Linked DNA regions of Zea mays: region 1 is linked to region 2. The links are chromatin contacts, called in public Hi-C maps. All regions are on one chromosome and are shown on one strand. Each heading gives the region's core, a stretch centred on a gene start, on an enhancer-like site or on the middle of the called end of the contact. The rest is flanking DNA. Distances are from core to core; before and after follow the strand shown.

Region 1 (6,109 bases), core at 3,067-5,566, 94 kb after region 2:
GCAGTAATCCAGGAACATAAAGAAAGAGATTCAAAACACACAATGAAGCAAATACATACACAAAGTTAGTAAGCTACCACAATTCATGCTAAGGGAGACTGAGGGGGCCTTCGCGAGTGGGTGGTGGAGAACAAGCGGGGTTGCTGTTGGTGGTGCTGGGCCAGCGGTGGCTGTTGCGAGGCGAGCGCCATGCCGAGCGGGCAGTGGCGGCCGTTGTGGGCGAGCCTCGATGGTTGAGGGCGGCAGTTGCGAGGAAGCGAAAGAGGCAACGATAGGGTCACCGACGTACCTTGGTGACGTCGAGGGGGTTGACGGGAATGGAGGACACGACGGCGGCGCCGGCCGCCACCAGAGCCCGCTTGGTGAATCCGGCGAATCCCCTAGCCTTACTCCATGGCTGGCCGGCCACATTGAGAGCGGAGGTAGGGAAGGGACCGGAAGGAGGAGGGGCGCTAACCATCTCGGGTGGGAGTGGCGGGCATGGGGAGGACAAGGACGGCGGGGAGGCACGTTGATGGTGCGGTAGGGGTGAACGAGGCGGGGGAGGGGAACACGCGGGTGAGGGGGCGAGGCCGGAGCTAGTGGATTGGGATGCGAAGTGGGTGTGCGGTTGTTGAGCGGAGGCAAGGTGGGTGCGGATCTCCCAGCCATTTCGTGGAGATGGGCGATGTACAACAGTGAGGTGCGCCGCTGGGCCAACGATGGGCCTTTGGTCCACACGCTGGGCCGCACGAACCCCTAGCATAGGCGCACTGGTATGACATTTGTTTCATTAGTGCCACACCGGCTATTGAGAGTGACGGAACATGGTTTATAAGTGTAGTTGTGTATCATATGTTGCTCACTGAGAGAGATGGAACGTGGCTTATGAACCTGTGTATGAACTGTTTATTTTGTTGTGCGGGACTAACGGAGGCAGAACAGCCGTTGGCAGAACGCGTCAGAGACAGAACGGCAGACTACTATTGCTTACTTAATAAGTAGTAGAGATATAATAATCCAACAAATTTTGAACTAATACACTCTCTCAGGCCCACAAAGAATGGTATTTGCCTTTTTTGACAATAAGTTTGACCGACTCGTCTTATTTGAAATATTTGTGAAAACATAGAAAAATTCAGTTCATAGTTAAAATAAATCATATAATAAACTAAATCAGAATGAAAATAAATAATAAATATGAATTTTTTTAATAATACGAGCTGGTAAAACTTCAAACAAAAAAGTCAAACAGTATCCTTTGTGGGACAGAGAGAATATAATCTAGATATATTATAATTCTAAACAAACATTCTCTAAGTCTCGAGACTTAAGAGATTTAGCAGGCTGCGTGGGATTCAACGAACGAGAGAAATAAGTCTGAAAGCGTCCTAATGTTAGGAACGTCTCGGTGGCCACAGGGTTGTAATTTCAAATACGTTATTAAATGAGAAAATATACGGATGATTTTATCTATTTATATTGTTTATGCATTATAGCAGTGATTGTTTGTGTTTTAAATATGGTATTGTATCTTTTATTAGTCCTTTCAGGCACAGACTTCCCACCAAACGAATCATTTTCTGACAATGATTCCACCGAATTTCTAGGCAACTTTAAGCCAGCAACATTCAGACAACACCAGACAAGTACTCCAGGCTTTCATCGAAACAGGCCAATAGTGCAGCTGTTTACTGTAGTTGACGCCTGCTAAAATTTTGTTGGCCAGCTAAGCTAAACTTTATTAGTTCTAGTCCAAACTGTAGCCATTTTTTTAGGATAAGCCGAAATTTGGCTTTGGCAAACACTGGTTGGTAACCATGCATGCTCCAAACTACTACATCTAGTCCACCCGAGCAGGATAGGCTGAAGCCACTGTTACGAATCAACGGCACAAAAAGATTAAACACACAAAAAGATTAAACACAGAGAAGGCATAGATTTAACGTGAAAAATCTCTCCAAAACGAAGGAGAAAAAACCATAAGTACCGGCCAGCAACGATATCATTTTTTTCGGGTGGTTATATATCGCATAAGATTTACAATGAGGTGACGATCTTCTGTATATTACAATCGCTAACTTGACCATCTTCTTTAGAATTTGGATCATAAACTCAACAGCCACACGTGGAACAAGAAGTGTAGTAAGCCGATGCACGGCTCTCAGTCAGTACTCAGTATGCCTCCGCACACGGCATACGCGTGACACCAGTTGCTGTCAAGGCAGACAAGTTCCATCGGTTGTAATAGAAAGTAGAGTCCACTTTACACGGTAAAGCAACATAGCACCAAGATTACAGCTTCCTGATGTACAAATGTGTATCTTCAGGTACACAAACACAAATGGTAACAGAATAGCTCATATCATACAGCCCAATGTATCATAATAGGATACACACTTAGACAGAGACAATTGAATCACGAATAAATTGAGTCTCAACTTGGCATTGAGACTTTAAAGTTTAAAGGATGGATATCTTGATTGTTTCATACTATCAGGTTACATATATACAGGAAAAATCCCAGACAAGAAGGGGCAATAGTTGCCATCTTACCAATGATCAAACTAGTCAAGACCAAATACTTTCCAGAACACTAGTCACACTACATGCAGCAAAATCCACGCGATGGAACAGTTCCATTTCTGGATCATTCATACTATAACAACGTCACATGGGAACAATACAGCCTTGGCAGCAATACCATGCCACCAGGATGCCTAAAATCGCTCCGGCAAAGACCTGTGACGGAGTATGTCCTAACAACTCCTTAAGTTTTCTTTCGCTAATCGGATGGCCTTCAAACAGGTCCTCAACGATCTTATTGAGTACCTGTGTGATCGTATTGCAAATATTAGTAAATGACAGAAGGTACATACAACAGGCACACATCTAGTTCGAGGATGTAATTAGAGGACCAAAACTTCCTTCAAAGTACACAGTGGGTACCATCCAGGAAAAGCACCACATCATAACATATCATGTTGTGCTTGGAGCTTGGTTGATGTGATTCGAGCATGTCCCAAGAGATATTCAAGATTACTCTAAACATAGCTGAAACATAGTTCAGCTGTCAAAAAATACAATAACTGTTATTGAATACCTACACAGCAAATGTTGATATGTTGGTGACCGTCACAACAAATGCTGATATTCAATATCACCGACAAAATGAGTCTCAGCAAACATCACTGAGAACAGAATGCCTTGTGCTATTGCAAGGTGATGCACCAGGCAAACTGCCAACTGGCGATGGTTTAACATATGAGCTGTGCGCCTTTGATATATGGTTAACCGTTTGTTTCAGGATTACGATGCCCAACCAATCACACAAAAATCTACATCTTGAACAACCGTAGACATCACGTCCTGATTTATTAATACGAGACTAACATCGTTGCAGACATCAAAACGGTCTCCCTCAGACTGCAAAACTAGCTCAACGAAAGCAAGATTTCCCAAACGAGTTGCAGAATGCCACCAAAACATTGCAAGATACAAAAAAGAAAGCATGCAAGTGAAGCATGAGTTCACCTCGGCCTGCATTCCGGCGTGGCGCCTGACGCCCGTGGCATCGTACATAACTATAAGACTGAAACCGAGACAAACGGGGAAGAGCGCGTCGCTGACACCATGGCAGAGCGCCACGGAGGCGGTGAGCGCGGTGCACAGCGCGGTGTGCGAGGACGGCATCCCGCCGGAGCTGAAGAGCATCCGCAGGTCCCACCGCCGCTCGACGACGGAGGTGAGCAGCGCCTTGGCGGCCTGCGCCACCGCCCACGCCACCAGCCCCGACACGAAGGTCGGGTTGGCGGCCAGCGCCAGCAGGTACGGGCTCTCCCGTGCCTTGGTCACCGCCGCCGCCGTGGTGCTCATCAGCAGCGTTCCTATCCCGGCCCCGCCAGTGGCCGCGGTCGCGAGGTCGGGTAGCTCCCCTCCCGTGCGGCCGCCCCGCAGCGCGGTGGCGAGGAGCAGAGCAAGTGAGGGCGACGGCGACGGCGCGGCGGTGGGGGCGTGGGCGTTGGATGCTAGGGTCTGAACGGCACGGCGGCGGCGGCAAGGGGGCTTGCTGAGGAGCCTGATGGCCGGGTCGAGGAGGTTCGGGAGGAGTGCCCTAGCGAAGCGGCTGGAGCTGAGCACCTCCATTGCTTCTGCTCCGCATCGCCGCGCGGAGGTGGAGTAGTGTGGCCGTGGCGATTAGGCTTCTTGTCCTGGAATACCCCTGCGCTTTTGCCGTATTCACGACGCGTGCCTCCTGCGGAGGGGCTGGTCACCGAGGGGTGTTTTCGGTAGCTACGAAACGGGGCGAGGGGTTTCTAGCATATTGCGGAGAAGATTCGGGGGTGGTCGGAGTCGCCGTCCTAGCCAATGCAAGCTGCTGCTGATTTATGTGGCTGGCACTCTCAGTTTGGATTTTACCAATTTGTCTATAATTTTATGTTTGTTTTCCTGGCAATTGGCGTATAGGAGTGCTCGGTTTTGATTTCATTTTGTCTATAAACATGGCAGGAGAAACGGCTAGCCTATACTTTCTCCGTCCATAAAAAAATACAAGTTCAGAATAGCTATCAAATTATATCAAAATGTAAATATTTACATTTCTAAAAAAATATTTGTAATATTAGATAAATATAATTACAAGCTTAGATATATATCACCTAGGGTGATAGATCAGGGGTCTATCACCTGGAACCGACACAGCGCCCCGCACGCGTAACCGACCGAGTCGCCCTCGCGTAGGGCTGACAATGGGCCTCAAATTTTATACTATAAAACTTAAAGATCGAATCGGATTAGGATCGGACTTTGTTTCTATTCATTTTTGAACTATAAATAAATTAAGGCCCTACCAAATTGTGAAGAGCCATTTGGATCGCGATCCATTACCACCCCCTCGCGCGCCCGCCACGTGCCCGACCAAGCCGCCCCTCACGCCCGCTCGCGTCCCCCAACCGACCGAGCGAGTCGTCTCCCATACGAGCACTCGAATGCCTTAACGCGCTAAAAAATGTCTTAATGTTTTCTTTACACTTAATGATTTAATGTTGCCATAACGTTAAAATGACTTAGTATTGCCTACCATGAATGAACAAAAAAAATAAGGAATGCCTGAGAATACATGAAAATAACTGAAAAACAAAAAATTACTTAATGTTTCCTAAAATCCGAAATTACTGAAAAAGTAAAAAAAATGTCTGAGAAAGCACGGAGAATGCTAAAAAAATGACTTCATGTTACCTTGAACATGACTTAATATTTTCCTCAAAACAAGAATAACTTAATGTTTTACTGGACGAAAGAAGCCAAACCGGGAAGCCGAGCGGGCGCGTGAAGGGAGCCACGCGTGGCCTGAAGGGAGCCGAAGCCGCATGGAGGGAGCTCGGGCTCGGTCTAACGGGCACAATATATCTAGATATATCTTGATATTTACACTTTTAAGAAGCTCGGGGATAAATCTCTTATCCCACTATTTAAACACACTGGTCACATGTAGGAGATATGGCCAATTGGCCATACACGTTAAGCTGTCAATATCCACCTCTAAGAGCAACTCCAAAAGAACGTGTAAACTAACCCTAAAACAAATATTAGTAATGAATAGTGGTTTTTCTTACTCCAACAATTCCTTCACTCTTCCTCAAAAAATTGGTGTCCCACATCCACAGCCTCCTCTCTCTCATATTCTCTCTCATATTTTGGTGTGTCTCATCCCTCCCCAATCTATTCATCAACGTGTCGGATTATCCACAGTCTCTCGACAACTGTACAGATTACGCCACATGTCATATTTAGAGTAACTGTTAGAGTACCCATCATGATTCACTCTTAAAACTTTAGTCTACTCTTAATAATCAGTTTTTAGGGTAAAAATTTTAACATTCTTTTGGAGTTGCTCTAAGTTACAAGCAAAAGTTTGACATAATGAAAAAAAGAAGTTCCAGACACACAAAAAGGGAATGTAAAGCAAATGATGTCAGTTTGTATCATAAATCTTGCGACTTGCGAGTACGTTTTTCTTCAGCCAAGGCGAAACACAGAGTAACATATCTCCTGTTCTCAATGCTCCAACCCGGAAGGCCGATCCCCGCCCCAAACCCCAAACCCTCGTCGCCGCCCGGTGGCCGTCGCC
Region 2 (5,805 bases), core at 2,694-5,193:
ATCTTCGGGGAATGATTTGAAAAACTAGTGCCAAGGCACAACATAAGTATTGAGGAAGTATAGCTTCGTCAAACTCTAAGATGAAAAGGTGATCTATTGCTTACGAAGCATGATGATTTTACGAAGATCGGATGTTTTTTACGAAATATGGATGTTCTTCACCACGCATGAAAAGAAGGGAAGGTGTTTTTTCGCCGAAGACTCAAAAACGGTATGTATGTAAGGTTTCATGCGTCGTAAAGAATACAATTACAAGCAGCTTAAATATTGCATTCAAAATTATAGAAATGTTACGCACTTTGTTCAGCAAATATTATATTACAAATGTTTTTACAATAGAAGCTATTCTTCCTTTAAAACTGCTTCTGCAGCTTCGTTCAACAGTCGATTAACAGCTTCGTCTAGAATAGCTTCGGCCACTTTAGTAACTTCATCTTCTTTTTCTGCTTCGGGGTTGGCGGTCAACTCGAGGGCCTCTGAAGGAGGAGATAGTTTAGCTGCGATATAAAACGTAAATAAGTCCGAAGTCACAAAATTAGTAAAGATTTAAAAAGTTATTAAGTAATACCTATTCGCCTCTCAAGTTCCGCTGCTTTCTCAGCTGCCTTCATCGCTTCTTTTGAATCATGGGAATCTTTTTCACTCTTTTTTATCATTTCATGCGCCATCCCCCGGTCGCCATTCTCCCAGATGTCAGTAAAGAATTTTCCGCCAATTAAGCTTGCTTCGGCCGAGGGATCTTTTGTATCTTCAATAGATAAAGCGGCTTCGGCTTGAGCCAAAGTTTTCACATGGTCGCAGCCTGATTTCTCTAAAATAGTTGCGATCCCTCTGGCACCCGAGAAAGCGCAGATATCTCCGCGACCACTTAAAACTTCTTCAAAAGCTTCAGCTTCGTTATTGATCCAATCAATTGGTCCTTCAGGATCACCCCTTACGAAATTGTCTTCGTTAAAAAATGCGCCAACATTGATGAAGCTAGTTTTTATTTTCTTAACACACTCTATAGATTTTTCATAGCACCTCTCCTTGGATGCACAAAGTTCATCAACTGTTTTTTGTAAATGGTTCCTCCAATATATACTAATATCTCGTTCAGCCTCTGCAACACCGCATTTTTCTTTAGCTTCGAATAGCTGTTTCCGAAGATCTTCGGTTTCGCATTTTTGAGCTTCAACTTGGGCTTTGGAAGCAGCTTCGTCTTCCCTTATTTTGTTCAACAATGAGTGTAATATTTTGTCTTTTTCACAACCTTCGTTCCTTAGTTCAATCACTTCGGAATGAAGGTTGTTCAAGGCTATGGTGTATCCTTCATCTTCGACACTTTTTTGCGCCCTGAGGGCGTTGCTAAGAATAAGGCCCTGCAAAAAATGTGGTATTAAGTGTAAGTAAATGGAAGATTTCGTCGTTAAATACAAAAATCTAACTTTCTCACTTTTAAGCTATTGTATGCTAAGCTGTCGGCCAACTCTTCTTTTGATAACACTGAGAGCCCATCTTCTAGTGTAGGGAAACCGAAGCTCTTGCTCATCTCTCGGCAGACAGAAATCTCTTTACTGTCTGGGAGGCAATACAAGAAGTCTTCTTCCCCGCTGCCGTTGAATACCAGGGCCCCCTTTGGATATTTCAATCTTTGAGCATAAAATTGAGCCTCTCGCTTCTCTTTTTCAGATAATCTTTTTCTCGAAGCATGTCGTATAATATAATCAGTAGCTTCAGATAATGTTTCAGGAATAGGAATGGCAGTTTTTTCAGTTAGAGTTGCTTCTGCAGTTTCTTTCTCAATCTTGCCTCCGATTTCCAAGGATTTCTCCTTGGTGGGCTCTAAAGGCCCAGCTTCGGTATCGACTTGGACCTTGGAAGCTTCGGCCTCAATGTGTGTTTCCGAAGCTTCGACAGCTTTCTTCGGAGTAGAGCTTGAAGTTTTTATTGTTTCTAGCACATCTAATACATTGACCATTATCTTTCTCTTGGGGGTTGTCGAGAGATCCTTTTGTGCCTTCGGCATTGCCACCTCCGCAGAAGGACTTATTGCTTCCAATATTCTCGTTTTTCCAACCTTCATCTCTTCAATGTTAATAGCCTTCGGCTCATCTGATTTGGCTGATGATGTCTTCGGCGCTATAGCCGGTTCACTTTTTTGCGTAATCGCAGGTTTTTTGCCTTCGGACACCGAAGAGGTCTCACCGCCAAAATCAGGCACCACGGCCGGTTCAATATAACGTGGTCGATGAGTAAGGACCTTCACCCTTTTCCTCTTCGGCGCAGGATCGCTCGGAGCAGCTGAAGCATCATCTCTCCCGGAATCTCCATTTTTTCTTTTTTGTCCCCGAGGCGGGTAACGGTAGTCGGGATACATGAACCCAATGGCATCGAAAACTCTGTTTAGTCTCTTCTTTTTCCGGTTCCCGAAGGTCGCAGATAATGCGTTATCTTCTGCTCTGGAGTACAACCCAAGCAAATCATCGCTTGTAGCTTCGACGCTTTTCAGCCAGTCGTCGTCTGGCTCGATAAACTGGTCTCTGAATCTGAAGGTATATTTCAGTCGAACCAGACCACCTTCGTGGCGATTGCTGATGAATTCTTTTGGCACCTCCTAGTCGGCTAACAACGGCCATATCCTGTAGGCCTTGTGCTCCTGAACTAAGTCCCTTGTCCCAATGAAAGAGCAGACTAAGTCGAATGCCTTGCGGCACTCTTCGCCCGCTTCGTCAATTTCTACCTTCGGTTTCCGGAGCCCGAAGCGTTGCTAGATAGGGCGCATGACTATATCTTTAATGTCTTCTCGTGCCTTTAAATCATTCTTTACATAAAACCATTCTTTTGTCCACTCTCCGGGCCATCTCTTCCGAAAAGTCGGTACTGGGGAGCTTGAACCAGAACGAGCAATGAAGCTATAGCAGCCGAAATTATTATAATACTGTTCTTTACCCCAGGGCTTCGTCTCATATAACAATTCATGCATGCTGCAGAAACTTTTTGCATTTGGTTCCAAGCCTTGACTCCTTAAAGCCCACACGAAGATTCCCATTCTTATAATAGCTTCGGGGGTAATCTGGTGAAGGTAAATCTGAAATATCTTCAAAACCTCAACTACGAAGCTGCTTAGAGGAATCCGAAGCCCAGCCTTCAAAAAGCTTCAGAAGATCACGACTTCATTCTCCTCTGGAGTAGGACAAGTTTTTTCTCCATCGTCAGTTCTCACAACAGACATATCCCGAAAGTATTTCCCCCTCATGTTGTCAAGATGGCTTTGTTTAATAGTTGATTTTCCAAAAACTGCATGGCTCGGTCGCCAGGGTCGATCTTCAGAGTCTTCCCCGCCGCTCTCCACATCATAGCTGTCACTATCACTACTGTCTTCAGACAAACCTTCCAAAGTTTCCCTAGCAATCTTCTCTGCATTTGTCCTTGCTATCGATTCAATAAAACCAAGGTTCATCTCCTCAGAAAGGCTCAGCTTCGGTTCAGCGATAGCTTTCTTGTCCTCAGACATCTTCGAAAGTGTTGAGAAAAGTGCTCTCAAAGTCGAAGCTTAAAAATTTTAAAAAATCTATGCAAGTGTTGATGAGCAAGAGCTAAGAATTGAGTAAGTAAGAGCAGATGGCAAGAGAGCGTGCCAAATGAGCTCGTGGTACGCTCTTATTTATACACCTGGTGCGTTACCCGCTGGAGTAGGACTGGGCATTCGGGTATACCCGAAATTTCGGGTCGAGTTGTTCGGGTTTTAAATAATTCGGGTATTCAACAGTCGAACCCGAACTCGACCCGATTTTTTCGGGTACCCGAAAATTCAGGTACCAAAAAATCGGGTTCGGGTTCGGGTAATTTACAGTTACCCGATTAAATAGAGGCATGCTACTATTCCTTGCATCAGGACAGCTCACCTGTGGTAGCTGCTCGACAGCGGCAGTGTCAGGACGACGCCATGGCAGACCGTGGACTGGTGCTCGACGGCGGCAGCTGCTGCTAGCTAGGGTTAGGAAATCCTGGACTGCTCGACCTGGACGGGCAGGACGGTTGGTCGGCTACTCGCCTGGAGCTTTGCCGCATGCCGCCTTGGGCTGTATAATGTTGGCCGTTGCCTACTTGCTTGTTAGCTGCACTGCATGTCCACATGGGCCTTGCGTGGTTGGCTGGTTGCCGATTGGGCCTTGGCTGCTTGACGACTTGAGTGTTTTTCTTGTATTCGGGTACCCATTTATTATTCGGGTACCGGATAACTGAAACCGAAATTTGCTATAAAATTTCGGGTACCGGGAGGTTCTACCCAAATTAGATTTCGGGCTTTTAGGTTTCGGGCTTATCGGGTTCGGGTTTTTCGGGTTCGGGATTTGGGTATCGGGTTTTATGCCCAGTCCTACGCTGGAGGGCCCGCTTGTCAGTGGCTGTTGCTATTCTAGCAAAGGGAAGATGTTTTTTTGGACCTTCGGCTCAGGGCCTTCGTCCTTGTCGCAATCTAAATTTATCATTCTAACAAATTAATATTGCGAGGGGCTACTGTTGGGGGCCTTCGGCTTCCAAAGGTCCTCAAAAACATGATTTAACAATGTTTCTGGAAGTACAGTACATGAACAGGTATCTTCGGACTTTAGTTGAAGCCACAGCGTGGAGAAGCATGAGGAGTACGAAGGATAGCACAAAACCGAAGATGTGTGCAGGAGAGCTTCGGCATGATAACAGAAAAAGGAAACCGACTTAAAGATGAAAAGGCTATTCAAACCTCGAGGGACTGCTACAGAGTTGTTAGCAAATGTAGAGGGCATGAGTGTAATTTAACATGGGCTGCGTCTCGTGCCTATAAATAGGTGAACAGTAACTCCTTACTGTTCACGTTGACCTGTCGTTTATCCTTGCGTCACGCTGGTACTTTCACATTCCTTCAAGTCGAAGGTATACTTGTAATCTAATATTGCTTCTATTTTTCCATAGTAATGAAATAAGAGTGAGACAGTGATAATATATGATTATTTATATTATTTTTTATGGTCTATATGATTCTTTCTTCACCCTCATATTTTATGTTAACAAAGGTAAGTCCTTCGTTACCTTCATCCAAAAATCATTATATCCTAAGGGAAATAATGCTTCGAAGGACGAAGGGCTTTAACGTATAACGTTTACTATGTTGTCTTGTTCTTACTTCATAGCATTTGAGAACAAGTCCACAACACTGGGCGAGCGGCGGGCGGTGGCTGGACACTTGAACAGCACCAGTTCGCCATAGCGACGTGGTCGGCTGGTCGCGTCTGTCAGGGGCGGACAGTGGGACATGGGACAGGCGGACAGCGCCACAGCGGCGCGCACTTGCGTGGACGCAGGACGCGGTCTACGGACTATGGTCGGTCAGCCGGTCACGGGTCACACGGGCGGTGGGCACGTGGCTCGGGCGCTCGGCGGCTGACGGCTGGAGCGGTGGAGCCTGGATGGAGGAGAAGACTACGTGGTGGGCGAGCGGCGGCTGGATACAGACTACGTGTTGGGCTGGATCTATTCGCTGTCGCTGCATTTACTAGGCTGCGACCGGGGCTGCAGCCCAGGCAGCCCCGGTCATAGATCCGCCCCTGAGCAGAGACTGACGCGCCACTGGTGGCCCCATTGCTGTGCTAGGGTTTTAGGCTTTCGGCACGACAGACGGCTGCGGCTGCATGAAGCGTGAACTGGCGAGCGTCACGGTGGCACGACCCGACGAGCGATAGTTGTGGCTGGCCGGCTGCGTAAACAAGTGACTGTGAGTTGTGGCGCTGTGTGATGCTGGTCAGTGGGCTACGCGATAGCGCAAGGCTCAAGTAGCTGCAGCGGCTG

What was found. A called contact is a pair of places that touch in the nucleus more often than the background predicts.
Region 1: a contact with region 2 is called in a Hi-C map of ear, with 1.8 times the contacts expected there. The contact joins the promoter of LOC103630623 here to the enhancer-like site in region 2. A contact is called at or near these places in 4 of 25 Hi-C or Micro-C datasets (ear, leaf, leaf mesophyll and 1 more).

What each region holds. Positions count from the first base shown.
Region 1 is chr6:170,847,050-170,853,158 of Zm-B73-REFERENCE-NAM-5.0, forward strand. It overlaps LOC103630623 (Acid phosphatase/vanadium-dependent haloperoxidase-related protein), which reads right to left and starts at 4,317. Exons shown (of 2, transcript XM_008651669.4): 1 at 3,514-4,317; 2 at 2,328-2,811. The coding sequence starts at 4,125. The coding sequence ends at 2,650. It overlaps LOC100279827, which reads left to right and starts at 5,979. Exons shown (of 1, transcript NM_001152781.2): 1 at 5,979-6,109.
Region 2 is chr6:170,752,983-170,758,787 of Zm-B73-REFERENCE-NAM-5.0, forward strand. No RefSeq gene overlaps it. Among protein-coding and RNA genes, the nearest start is that of LOC100283705, 16 kb to the left of the region's middle. Within about 2 kb of position 3,944, at least 5 of the 20 cell types and tissues checked have an H3K27ac peak or open chromatin away from gene starts, as enhancers often do. A contact at or near this core is called in ear, where this site is marked.